Linked DNA regions of Anas platyrhynchos: region 2 is linked to region 1. Evidence: chromatin contacts called from public Hi-C data. All regions are on one chromosome and are shown on one strand. The core of a region is the stretch at or near the end of the contact, and the rest is flanking DNA. Distances in the headings are between cores, read along the strand shown. Region 1 overlaps BCL2 (BCL2 apoptosis regulator). Region 2 overlaps BCL2 (BCL2 apoptosis regulator).

Evidence for each region. Hi-C and Micro-C count contacts between places; a contact is called where the count stands out from the background.
Region 2: a Hi-C map of subcutaneous adipose tissue shows a contact between it and region 1, with 2.1 times the contacts expected there. The contact joins two enhancer-like sites. A contact is called at or near these places in 2 of 8 Hi-C or Micro-C datasets (skeletal muscle and subcutaneous adipose tissue).

What each region holds. Positions count from the first base shown.
Region 1 is chr2:79,657,345-79,663,344 of IASCAAS_PekinDuck_T2T, reverse strand. The region is part of intron 1 of BCL2 (BCL2 apoptosis regulator); the gene reads right to left. Among named protein-coding and RNA genes, the nearest start is that of BCL2, 15 kb to the right of the region's middle. Within about 2 kb of position 2,549, at least 4 of the 8 cell types and tissues checked have an H3K27ac peak or open chromatin away from gene starts, as enhancers often do. A contact at or near this core is called in subcutaneous adipose tissue, where this site is marked.
Region 2 is chr2:79,724,648-79,730,647 of IASCAAS_PekinDuck_T2T, reverse strand. The region is part of intron 1 of BCL2 (BCL2 apoptosis regulator); the gene reads right to left. Among named protein-coding and RNA genes, the nearest start is that of BCL2, 82 kb to the right of the region's middle. Within about 2 kb of position 3,712, at least 2 of the 8 cell types and tissues checked have an H3K27ac peak or open chromatin away from gene starts, as enhancers often do. A contact at or near this core is called in subcutaneous adipose tissue, where this site is marked.

The DNA of each region.
Region 1 (6,000 bases), core at 1,300-3,799:
ATGCTTTGCTACTTCATGTACTTACTCGGGACTGACAAAAGACTTCTTTTGAAATAAATTATAAGCACGTAGCACCTTGAAGTGATTAAAAAGGAGTAAAATACTCAAATATGCTTATTTTTTGTCCAGAACAATCTCTCTTGTAACAGCTAGGACGTAGTGGGAGTGGAAACAGTTTTCCCATAGCTCAACACATTAAAGCAAAACCTTTCTCAGGGTGGATGGGGACAGGCGGCTGCGAGCCTGAAACACCTGTGGGAGAAGAGGTGAGAGGGAGGAGGACATGAATTTGGCTGCTGTTGCACTGGGAAGGATGACGGGATCCCCCTTTCCCACAGCCTTGAGCAAAACCTGAGTCTGGCCACAGATTTTGTGCTCAGCTGAAGGCCATGCCCAGAGCAGAGCTCGACACTTTCCTGCGCTGCTCCTTGGGGTGCTTCTCACGCCTGCTGCTCCTCTGCCAAAGGCTTCGCCCATCAACAAAAACTGAATCCAGCAGGCAGCTCTTGAGCCTGGCAGATTTTTTTTTTTCAGATCCTCTCTGTCCATTTCTGTGGACGGCATGCATATTCAATAACTTGGACGCTTGTCTATACTATGATACTATTAGCCTCCCACACGAATCTCATTTAAAATAATAATAATAATAATAATCAGGAACACGAACCTAATTAGGTTCATAATTAGGAACATGAAAGTAAGGCAGATTACTTTCAGAAAATTACAAATCCAAGCAAGAACATGACAAAAAGATGATTTTGAATCAAAATATAACCAGAACAGTCTGAGCGTAAGGAATGACTCCCCTGACATTAAGGGCACAAACCACCAAAGCTGACATTTCGGATATGAATCGGACTGTGAATCTCTGGCTACCCAGAACCATACCAGTTACCCCTGGAATCTTCTCCTGCTCTTCAGAGGACCAGCACAAGCCCATGTATCACATGAAGACCAGCTGAGACTTCTTAGGAAGGAACCACAGTGATGCTGACGCCTCGCCCTGAAAGTCAGCACTGGGTGAGTGCTGTCCAGCACGCGCACTGGAGGGGACACGTTCCCAAGTGATTCACCAGATAGCAACCACGCAAATCATGCACCCTGTCGCTTGCTAACATCACAGAGGAGACAGCACGTATCCCCTCCAGAGCGTGATCCTGCAACCTCCAGTGACGCCGACATCCAAGGACTGTTTGCCAAGAGGCTGAATGCTGCGCTGGGCCCTTGGGCCGTACATCAAATGTTCACATGCACTGACAGATGTTTATGTTGGTCATCCTGATTTAGCTCCCATTACATCATTTACCAAGCTACCGATGTTATCATAAATGCTCAAACAAGCTGGCGAAGGAGACTCAAATACAAATTTGATTTCCTTGTGGTGTGAGGGCATTACAGCCCAGACTGCACCTTGCTCTTAAATTAAACTGAATGACTGCACCGATTCTTTCATCCACTTGAATTCTGTATGGAAAAGAACCTTTTTGTTTCAGAAGACTGACTTCATTCATCATTTGGCTATCACAAGATGAATGAAAGGTACTATACCATATGGGGGGGATCAGACTTTGAATCACAGACTACTGGTATAAAACTAAAAACTGTTTTGTCCTTTAATTTAGGAGCTATTCGGGCTGTGATTCGCTTCAGCTACGTTAATTCCTAAACATCTATGGTTTAGCACTTCCAGTCACTTGTTTTGTGTCTGACTGGACTATTTTAACATACTGAAAATCAACTGAAAGTTGTGAGGGAGCAAAATTAATAAGCACAGGAAGTCCTCAACCTGTTGTGTGTGTGCACACAGAAGTACTGCCCTATTATCAAATGCAAGGGGTTAAATGTAAGCTCCATGGCAGCCTCTCTGTTTGCTTGGTTGTCATAAGTGTGGGGAGGGAATAGGAAACACTTCACACATCTTGTTTTCCGCTTCTAATGTATTTCTGAGTTTTCTGCTGCAGTCTTTGCTTGGATGTGTAATCACTGTGGAATGGCTACTATACCCTTGCTACGCTGCATAATACTTTCCCTTCCTCCTTCTGTAGGATTCCTCATGAAAATAGGCACTTTGTGTTTTTGGCCCTAAGGACAGAACATAATGTACTGTCTCTAGGAAAAAAAAAATCATTAAAACATTTTCCACTACTTAAAAAACAACAACACATGAAGTACTACTGTATTTCTTTCATGCACATGACCTCATAGATACATGTGTGCATCCACACACACACACACAAATGCATTCAATTTAGCTATTTATAGAGCTCTATAATTTTTCCTGGCTCGAGTTTGAGTGAGCTTCCCCTGATGGGGTTCGGTTCACACGGTTTCACGGCCCGTCATTTTGCTGCGAGTTCACATTCGTGGAACATCCCCTCCCGATCCCCGCCTCCTCCGACAATCCCGCTCTGCCGATTACACCGGCTGCTCGCTTTACTGAACTTATCAGGAAAAAACAGAGGGGTTTTTCTCTCCCAAGGAGCTGTGTGTGTTTTCTCACTCTTTCTTACCATCTCCTAGCGGCAAAACTCACGGATACAGTCGCAGCCTTGGGCAGCCACCCCTGTTTTGCTGATATAACCTTCGACACGCGTCAAGAGGGTCTCAGCAGAGTCACGTAAAGCCCTTCCAGGCATGCTGTCACTCCCTTGAGTAGGAGCTATGCAAATTTCAAGAACATTTGTGAGCCACTGAGCCTTGGTGGGCATCCACACTGCACTGAACTTTTTCTTGCTCCACTTTCGGTGAGATGAGCTCAGATACCTCAAGGCAGGGAAAACTTTTTCTCACCCTGGAGCTAGCCTGCCTTTTAGTCCCTCCATATTTCAGCATATGGGCTTGCCCCAGGGTGAAGGATGCCCCTGACTGACCTAAGACAGTGGGGTCTACTGGTATTTCATCTCTTCCCAACCCCTTTCTGGCTTTCTGGGCTGGGGAGGGAAGGCTGAACTGGAGTGAAATCCAGCAACCTCTTACTGCAAGAGTGCCTGCTGAGAGCTAAGCACCAGCCTGCAAAACTTCCAGCTAGGCTCTACTCTCTTCTGGAGAGAAACCAGCCCCCGGCTGCACCAAGGTGGGATGCTGGAGGACACAAAACAACAACAGAGAAACAACCAAGTTGTCCCCCTTTCCACATGACAGGGCTCAGCACAGTCGGACCCGAGAGGTACAGCCTACCCAGAGAGGCACAGCTCAGAGAGCAAAAAGCTATTAAAGCAAAAACCCATGAGGCAGATAACAGCTCACGCCAGAGTTCTCAAAATTTAAGCGTTGATTGTTCAAAATTTATGTCTAGATTTTTCTTAAGAATGCAATTTCCTGGCACATGGTACAGCTCGCTGTAGACCTGCATGTCAGCACAGCAGGCATCCTGTTGCAAAGGTTATTATGGAACTATTGAATGTTTTCATGCCAAATTTGTCCAAATTAAACCGAGGGGAATGGAAATACTTTCCCTGGATAGGTGGTGGTTGTATTAGGTGGGTTTGTTTATAAGGAGAATAAAAGTTACAGCTAAATATAAAAGCAGATATATCATAATATTGTCTGAGAACTTGAATAACATGTCATTCAGCCTGCGTGCTGTGGAAAGAACATTAAGGTCAAGTCTAAAATAAGATCAGTGACTGTTTGACAATAGAAACATGTAGGAGGTAGAACAGGAGAATTTTCCACATTTTTTTAAATGACATTTTTTTGTAGAAAAATGTTCTTGCCTGTCTTGCTACGGGTCCGAGGCAAACCCCATCGAACTTGGTGCAAAACATGCTGCTGAATTCAGCATGTGTTTGATCACCCCCTTGACAAACCTGCATTAGTCATTTGTGCCAGGTGTTTACTTTTTGCATGAGGCTCAATTTGAAAATAAAAGGAGGCTCCTCTGTTGCATTTTTGTTTTTAGAGAGTTTCACTTTCCGCTTCAGCCCTCTGATCCCGTTCCCCTGGAAGTCAATGACTTCAGTGAGGTTCCTGCTACGTTTTAAAGGTAAGGACGGCCGTGTTTGCAGCACTGGGGATCCAGCAGAATTCCTGGCAAGGTCAAAAAAAAGGAGAGAAGAAAAAAAAAAAAAAGACCCACACCAATACTTTAAGTACTTTATAAAATCAAGTGTTCCTTTTTCACTTTATTCATCCACCAAAACTTGGGGTGAAGATATGGCTCCATGGACCTGCCAGAGTGAAAGCACCAGCAGGATGCCAGGTCCCTGGGCTGCAGCAGGGCAGCTCCGGAGACTAATCCAAGGCCAGGGGCTGAGGCCAATGCCCATTGCCACCATGTCACGCCTCGGGACACTCCCAGGTCTGGGGCACAAGAAGGGGACACTGCCAAAATTAGTATCATGCCGAGGGCTGGCACACGATGGCTTTGACCCTTAACTATTCCGCTGGGAACACGGCATTGTTCTGGCCCTATTAAGAATAATTTGCATCTTGTCTAATGGCCCTGGGAGGAAAAAATAAAAGTAAAAAGGGTGGCAGGCCTTGAGGGAGGAGGAGAGGAAATGGGAGTGCTGCCATTTTCTTCTGAGAACTGGCAAAATAAGAGGCTGACTTTCTTACGGAGCCAGAGGTAAAACCAGTCATTGCAAAATTATTTAATGCCTAACGAATCACCCACCCTTCATTGCCACAACGCAGGGTTTTCAAAACCTCTCAGCTGTACAGAAGAGCTTTTGTCCAACCGATCTGGCAGGGACCTTGACCACAGGAAGCTTATTCCAGAGAGACCCCGAGCCTCTCCCGAGGCACTGGTGGGGCCGACACCTCGTGATAAGGAGTTGCTCTGAAAACAGGGAGAGAGAAAAGGGACCTCTGCCCACCACGTTTCTCCACCACCCTTGGAGCCCTGCTTCTAAACAGCAGAAAAACAGCATCACGTCGCCCTGGCTTCTGACATTTCTAGCTGAGAGGTGTTTCTTTAGGGATCAAAATGTCCTCAAAAACAAACAAGCTGGCTGTCCATCCCTTGCGAGGAAGCAGGTAGTTTATTCCAGCTGTCAGTGACGGCAAACCAGCTCCGCTCCCACTGTCAGTTTTAGCTCTAGGCCAGTTATTAAAATTAAACAGTTTCATTTGTGGGAATGATGTATTTGTGTCTGCAGGAGGGACAGAAGGGAGCAGAGAGGGGAAAAAGCGAGCAAGCTTTCTAAAACAAACCCTAAGCCCATTTACACAGCGCTACGTCGTGCCAACGCTGCATCTTCACTCAGCCCATTAAGCTGTCACAACAGCCCCAGCCTGCAGAATGCGTTACCATACCCCAAAACATCCTTCTCCCTGGGTTGGAAAAATAAATAATAATTTAAAAAAAAAAAACAAACAACAAACACAGGAAAACAAGTTTTTTATTTCTTGCAAAATAAATACACTATTTTCCTAGGGAAACAACCACCCTTAGCAGATGGGAAGAAAAGTACAGAGAAATGCCTCATAAAGTTTCCCCACCCCTTGTGCCACCCAGACCAGAGGTAAACCATGAGGTAAACATTAGCTGGTCCTCGTCAGCTCATCCCTGGCTTTGAGAAACACTTTACTGGCTGAGCAGGGCCAAGCAAACCTGAGGAAGCCTTTCTGTAGTTTTCCAGCGCTGCACAGATGTGCCCAAGCACCCACCCCAGCCAAGCCTTTGTATGGCACTTTGTGGAGCTGTGCCGGGGCTCTGCCCGCGTGCTGCCTGCTAGATGATGCCAGACACCGCTGTGTCCTGGGGGAAGCTCTGCTGCACTGGAAAAAAAAAAGCTATCGACTGCAATCGGGCCAGGATGCCATGCATCCAGTCCAGAGCCAGGCAGGCGATTTTTCTCCTGCAGCCTTTTTTGCAGACAGCCGTGAGCTACCGCAGAAGCCTGAGCGAACTCCAGGCTGGGTCATTTATTTGCGGCCTGATTGCCACCTGACATTTCAAATGAGGGATTTTATTTCCTCCCTTCCCGGTGTGCCCTGCTGCCGCATTCCAGCGCGGGAAGGAGGAAAGCATTTCCCTCTGCAGGCTTCAGAGCA
Region 2 (6,000 bases), core at 2,463-4,962, 66 kb before region 1:
TTTTGTGCAGTGCTTAGCGCAAAGTTCTCTTGCCTATTTCTTTACAAATATTGCTGTAATTGCTTACAGCCTGACATCTGCTATAGGCATGCACAGTCTAACAGAAAATACAGGAACAGCATTTTAAAACATGAGTACCTCCCTTTTGGCTCCTCAATGTATATATACAAAAATACACAAAGGAGGCAAATGGAATTTAATTCTCCAAACTTTTTGTTTCCACTGGACATGGGGCATCTATTTTGCTGGTTGGCGTTGCTGAAAACAAGTCAGTATTTATTGGGTGGGTTCACATAGTAGCCACCGAGATGTTTCATCTGTGTGGATTAAAGCTGTTTAGGTGCAGTACAATGTTATGCCTCTGCTGGTCTTTCATGACTGGCACCAGAAGGGGTGACGTCTCAGTCTTGAACTCCTGACAGTCATACTTTGGTCTGGCTTCAGGGTCAGTCAGGCTAACCAGCTGATCTGGCACAAGAGTAACCCAGCCCTGAAAAAAGAGTTGTTTCTCTATGTGGTTGTCTTGCCACTACATTCAGCATGAAGAAGAGGAGGGGGAAATAACACCAGAGGGTTGGCCGCTTCTCATAGCCGCCCCCAAGTCGAATTGCATGGAGGCTAAAGGGAATCCTTGCCTTGAGCCCAAAACATGTTGTGTTTTCTCCTTCAAGCTGCAGTCCTGTATTTAAGGAGAGCTGCTCTGAGAGTGTCTGGAGATGCATCCAGGCACCGAATGGAAAGCCTGTTTAAGTATTAAAGTTTTTGTGGTCCATAAATGCAATCGGATTTTACTAGGCTAGTGATTAGACCGGTAACACCCTGCGGTTAATGTATTTCTTTCAAGCTGCCTGTGATTCAGAGTTTAAAACACAAACATGAAACTTCAGAGCATTCTGAGTGGTAAACTACACCGTGTTGCATGAAAACAATAAATAGTAAAGCTGAATGACTTTAAAAATGGGACACAACTCACAGCAGGGCTTAGAACAACTCTTTTATTTTGCCACCAGTCCAGGCCTGCACTCAAACTACTGAGATAAACCTATGAAATAGCTATCCGATGTGGAGTTTCCCATCCCTCTTTATTACTCTAGGCTTCCTTTTTTTTTTTTTTTTTGTAAACATTCTCTATTTATGTTTTATGTTATGATGCCTTTAGATGTTTTGTAATACTATTATGCTAGGAGCTAACCTGCCTTCTAAAATTGCATATATGTCATGGATTACTGCAGGAATTAAGACAGAAAGGTCTCCACCATTCATATAAACCTTTCAGCCACGTGTATTTTCCATGAATTACATAAGTTAAATTAGCCTTCATCATTAGCGTTCCCTAGCTATTGTGAGCATTTGTGGTTATACCACGAGAGGGCGTGTAAGGTTTTTTTATATTGTGCCATTTGCCTGTTCACTAGATGCTGAGTGAGACTCAAATAAGTAAAATGTATGTAATTTCAAAACGTGTCTTTATATTAAATAATATTGGTGCATATTGTATGTAAGAATGAGCGTGTCAGTAACAGCATAGCTATAGGATTTGGCCCACAGATTGACCTGAATCATGCTCCTCCTGTTATTTCTCCATGCTTGTTACTCCAGGCAATCATTTTCAAGCATGGGTATCCAAGGGTATTTTCTTAAGTGAAAGCAGCTTAACCTTTGGGGGGAATGTCTTAAAGCAAACTGTTCATTCCTGAGAAAATTTGGCAACTTTCTCGTTGCTGCCTGGTTTTTGAAATAGACATTTGCAAACTCTGGCCTTAATATTCAGCTGTGCTGTTGCAGAGCTGAAAAGCACAGAGTTTGCTGTGCAGCTCTTTGGAAAGCTTCCTTTATTTCTCCTTAAGGCTATGAAGTAACACAATATCCTAAAATGTTACAGACTGGGCTAAATCCTGTTGCCGCCAGTGCAGGCTCACTGACTTCCATGGGAGCTTTGTCTGGATACGGAGTTCAAGATCGGGCCTTATAAAAATACACGAAGGGTAAAGTTCAACACTTGGTGATATTATGGGTGGAAAAGAGAGGAAATGAAAAAAAACAAAACAAAACATGGAAATGCAAGTCGTGAAAATATTTTAACGTTACATTTCCATGGTTTCTTTCAGTGGGCTGTGTCTCACTTCTGTATAGTTATGACAGCTGATGCACACACACTATCAACTGCAAAATGAGCGTGTTTTGTGCCTTCTTTCTACCTTAATTTAGGAACATTCAGCCCAGTTTGGTTGGAAAGCCATTTCCAACGATTCAGTGATCTCCCGGTACTTGCCATGAGGATGGACAGAGGGTTACAGTAAAATTTGAAGACCTGGCAAAAGTATGGCATAACCGATGGTTCAAAAGAGGAATGCTAACAAAACCTGTGCAGCATGCAGTGCTTTTTCATCAGAGATTATTACAACAATAACATGAACCCAACCTAATGGTGTCTGCACTATATATTACAAGTAGCTCTTTATGATCATTCCCCCTCCCCTTCTCAAACATCCTGATTAGGCCTATTTCCGAAGCTTGTTTGAACAGCCTGTCACTATTTGTTTAAGTTTCAAACCTGTTTTAAATAAACACATGTCCATTTTATGTACTAAAACAAGGCGAGGGGGGAGGGAAGTATGACCCCTTACTGGAAACTATTTTAGCACAAAGAGAACCCTAAACAGAATCCTGACTGTTTCATGAGGTTTGTCTCCTTCTATAAACCCATGTTTTTGTCACTGGATTTTTGTCACCTAAACCGGTCTGTTTAAAATAAGAGAATCAGCTCTAAAACAAATAAGATTAGCAAAATTGCTTGAAACACTTGATGTACTCTGAAAAGCACTCTTTATAACTAAAGCAAGGGTCCCCTTGGCAAATAGACCGAGGCAAGTCCTGGCTTGGTCAACCTTTCTGGAAATGTTACACAATTGGAAAGAAAACGCTTGTAGGCCTTTATTTTAAGACCTGCCTATTTAAAATTTAATGGAAAGTTATATCCTGCATGTAAAATTATATCAGGGCAGTTAAAAGTTATACGGAAAAGAACTCTTCATTCAGCCCTGTAAGTTTTTTGAAAGCCATTTCTCTGGAAGCTTTTATGAACTCAGATCAGTCCGTCGTTGGTTTACGGTGCAAATTCACCTTGCCTGTTTCCACCCAGAAGGAAAGGTGGGAGTGTTGGAGGGAAAGATGCTCAGCCTAGGCACCTCTTGGTACCACGCCCCTGAGATGGTGGCCTCACCTTCTCGGGCCCGACTGGCAGGCCAGGGGCATGCTGAGAGCCCTGCCCGCTGAATCACCCATGGGGAGGGCAGGCCCCCGTCCTGGATGGCATTGCATGGCTTTCCAGGGAGCCTGGGGCCAAAATGGAGTTTGTTGAATTTTGCCTGTGAGGGTGAGGAGGTGTGAGAGTGCGCTGTGTCAGGGCCATCTCGAAGCAGAGGCTCTGTCTCACATTGCCCTCCTCTTCCGCTGGCCCATATTTGATCCACGAAACAAATGTCCTCTTTAATTACACAAACATTCTTTGCTTGCACTTGGAGTTTATTTAGTCTCGGTCCTCTTGCAGCTCGGCCTTCATCCCTGCCCGAGAGGCAGGCCCTAGCTTCCAGGCTGCAGAGGAGTAAATGCTTCCCATATGCTGCGCCCGGCGAAGCATTAATGACACGACTGCTCCCTCCTGACTATGCAAAGGGAAAAGCCAGCCTCGGCATGGCATTCTGCGTTTGTGACCGAGGGGGTGGTGGGGAGAGCAAACACGAGGAAGTAAAGACTTCCTTTTTCTACCTGAATCAAACAGCTGTTGAGGAAGTGACTTTATTTCCCTCGTTATCATTGGTTTGACAGGATATCCTCTTGAGCCACATTGTATTGAATGAAGAGCTGGTGAGACTTCCATTTTACTGAACGGGAATTGCCTCGCAGCTATTTCGTGCTGCCCTCTCCGTGACTCCAAAACAAACAAACACACACCAGCTCCACGCTTTTGAAGAAACCTGCCCAGGTTTGAATGACACGGCTCTGCCATCTGTCACGGTGGGAGAGGGAATGACATCCACTCCGATGCCAAGATGTAGCAGCTGAATGACTTTTCACTCACCACTGCCTCAATATGAGCAACACAAACTCTCGTAAAAGCTTTCGATCCTGCATGGTAACTCGTTTCAGAGAGAGCTTGGGGAGGGAGAAAGCCGAGAGAGCTGCTTAAATCGTCCCCTGTTTTCTATGCAGCGAAACCTCATTAAAATGTCATCTTGAAGCTAATGAGAAAAGTTCTTGGAACATAAAAAAAAAAAATAGATCTGTAGCTGTTATTCTCCTGAAGCGTCCATGGGTCTTTTATGCAAGCCCGAGTAGTGAGGACATGCAAATCAGGACAGCTCAGCCACAGACGGTGGTGTGCCGAGTGTGGTGTTTCACGAGGTCGGTATCTTTAGAGAGGCCGTTATCTTTTTCCGCCTGGGAGTGCTGACATGCTGGCGCTCCAGCCAGGTGCACTTTATCAAATTATAATGTGCTGGAAAAGAAGGTGTCACCACGCCACTCTGCTGACCACTGGCAGGGAACCTGCCCAGGGACTGGCTTTAGCATGTATACGCCCCATCAAATCCCCATCCAGGGTGTTTTTAGTTTGGTTGGTTGTTGGTTTTGTTTTCTGTTGTTTTGTTTATTTTTTTTGCCCCTCACCCTTGTCAGTGGTAGAAATGAATCTATTCTGCCTTCTGTTTTCACTAGACCCTACATAGTCTTAGATATGCAGCTTAGATTAGTTGCTGCCTGCATACCCTTTTGTTTCTCCAGTGATATCTGAGGTTTCTGTCTTTGGACAAAACTGATTCTCTTCACAGGGGTCTCACCTAAGTTCTTTGTTGTTCTTTGTTCTTGCTGTCTTTTTGTTTAAATGCTTGCACTGGTGAGCCTGTGGTCTTGGGGGCATATCTTGCAGCTCCTACTCATGCCAGGCTCTCACGGAAGGCCATGTAAATTCAAATAAATGGAAATAGTATTTGGATTATTTGCTATCTAAACGTGGCACTCAGATGGAGACATCTAAGGAGTAGAGACTAATTGTAGTTAGGTTTGTTCATAAAAACTGATGCATATACTTAGAAATATATTAATCTAACTGGTTATAGTAAAGGGGATGACTGTTCCTGTTCATACTTCTGGAGAACGAACCTGGCAGCAGACAGATTTGCTCCATAGTTGAGAGAGATGGAGGATCAACCCAGGCTATGGTCAACCCTTAAAGCATGGGGTTAGGAAGGTGTTGATCATTCAACTTGCACGGAAAGCCATGCAGTGTTCAGACAAGGCTGCATTCTTCTTAAACCAAGTCAGCATGAGAAATGTTTCAGCAATTTCGTCTTGGCATCTCTACTTAATTCAGTTAGACGTGGCTCTGCAATATGCAAAAGCCCAGACCTAGGGGAGGCTGCCTGGTTTTCTTATTCCTGGAAAGGCCCACATTAAAATGAGGTATTTCTGGCATCAGCTGTAATGTCACTGTAGCAGCTCATTGGTGGTATTTAATGGGTGCCACTTCTGAGGGAGCAATATTAGCATTAAGGAGAGAAAGAAGACAAGAAGGCAGTCTGAACAAAATCCTCCGTATTCAAACAACACAGTCAAACTCTACTCAGGCTCTACTCAGTCCTGGAGTCATACTACTTGGGTTGAATGCTAGAAGCTGTATATAATTTGTACACAGAAACGAATTCCATGTATTTTCACTAATCTTAGTTGCACTGAGAACCATTCAGTTTTAGGCCATCTTCTAGCCAAATTAATCAAACCACTTCTAATGAGTTTATATTTACATACAAACTTATCAAACACCCACAGTGATTTGTGGCTCACTTTGGAGGATGGAGTAAGCATCACAGAGTTGCTAAGGGAACTCATAGTGTACCATCACACAACCTTATCCTTTGCAAAGAAGCGCAATGTATTGGGAACACTTAACAACTTTCTGAATGACTCAGAAATAAGGACAAAATGGGTCTGAATGGCAACGCA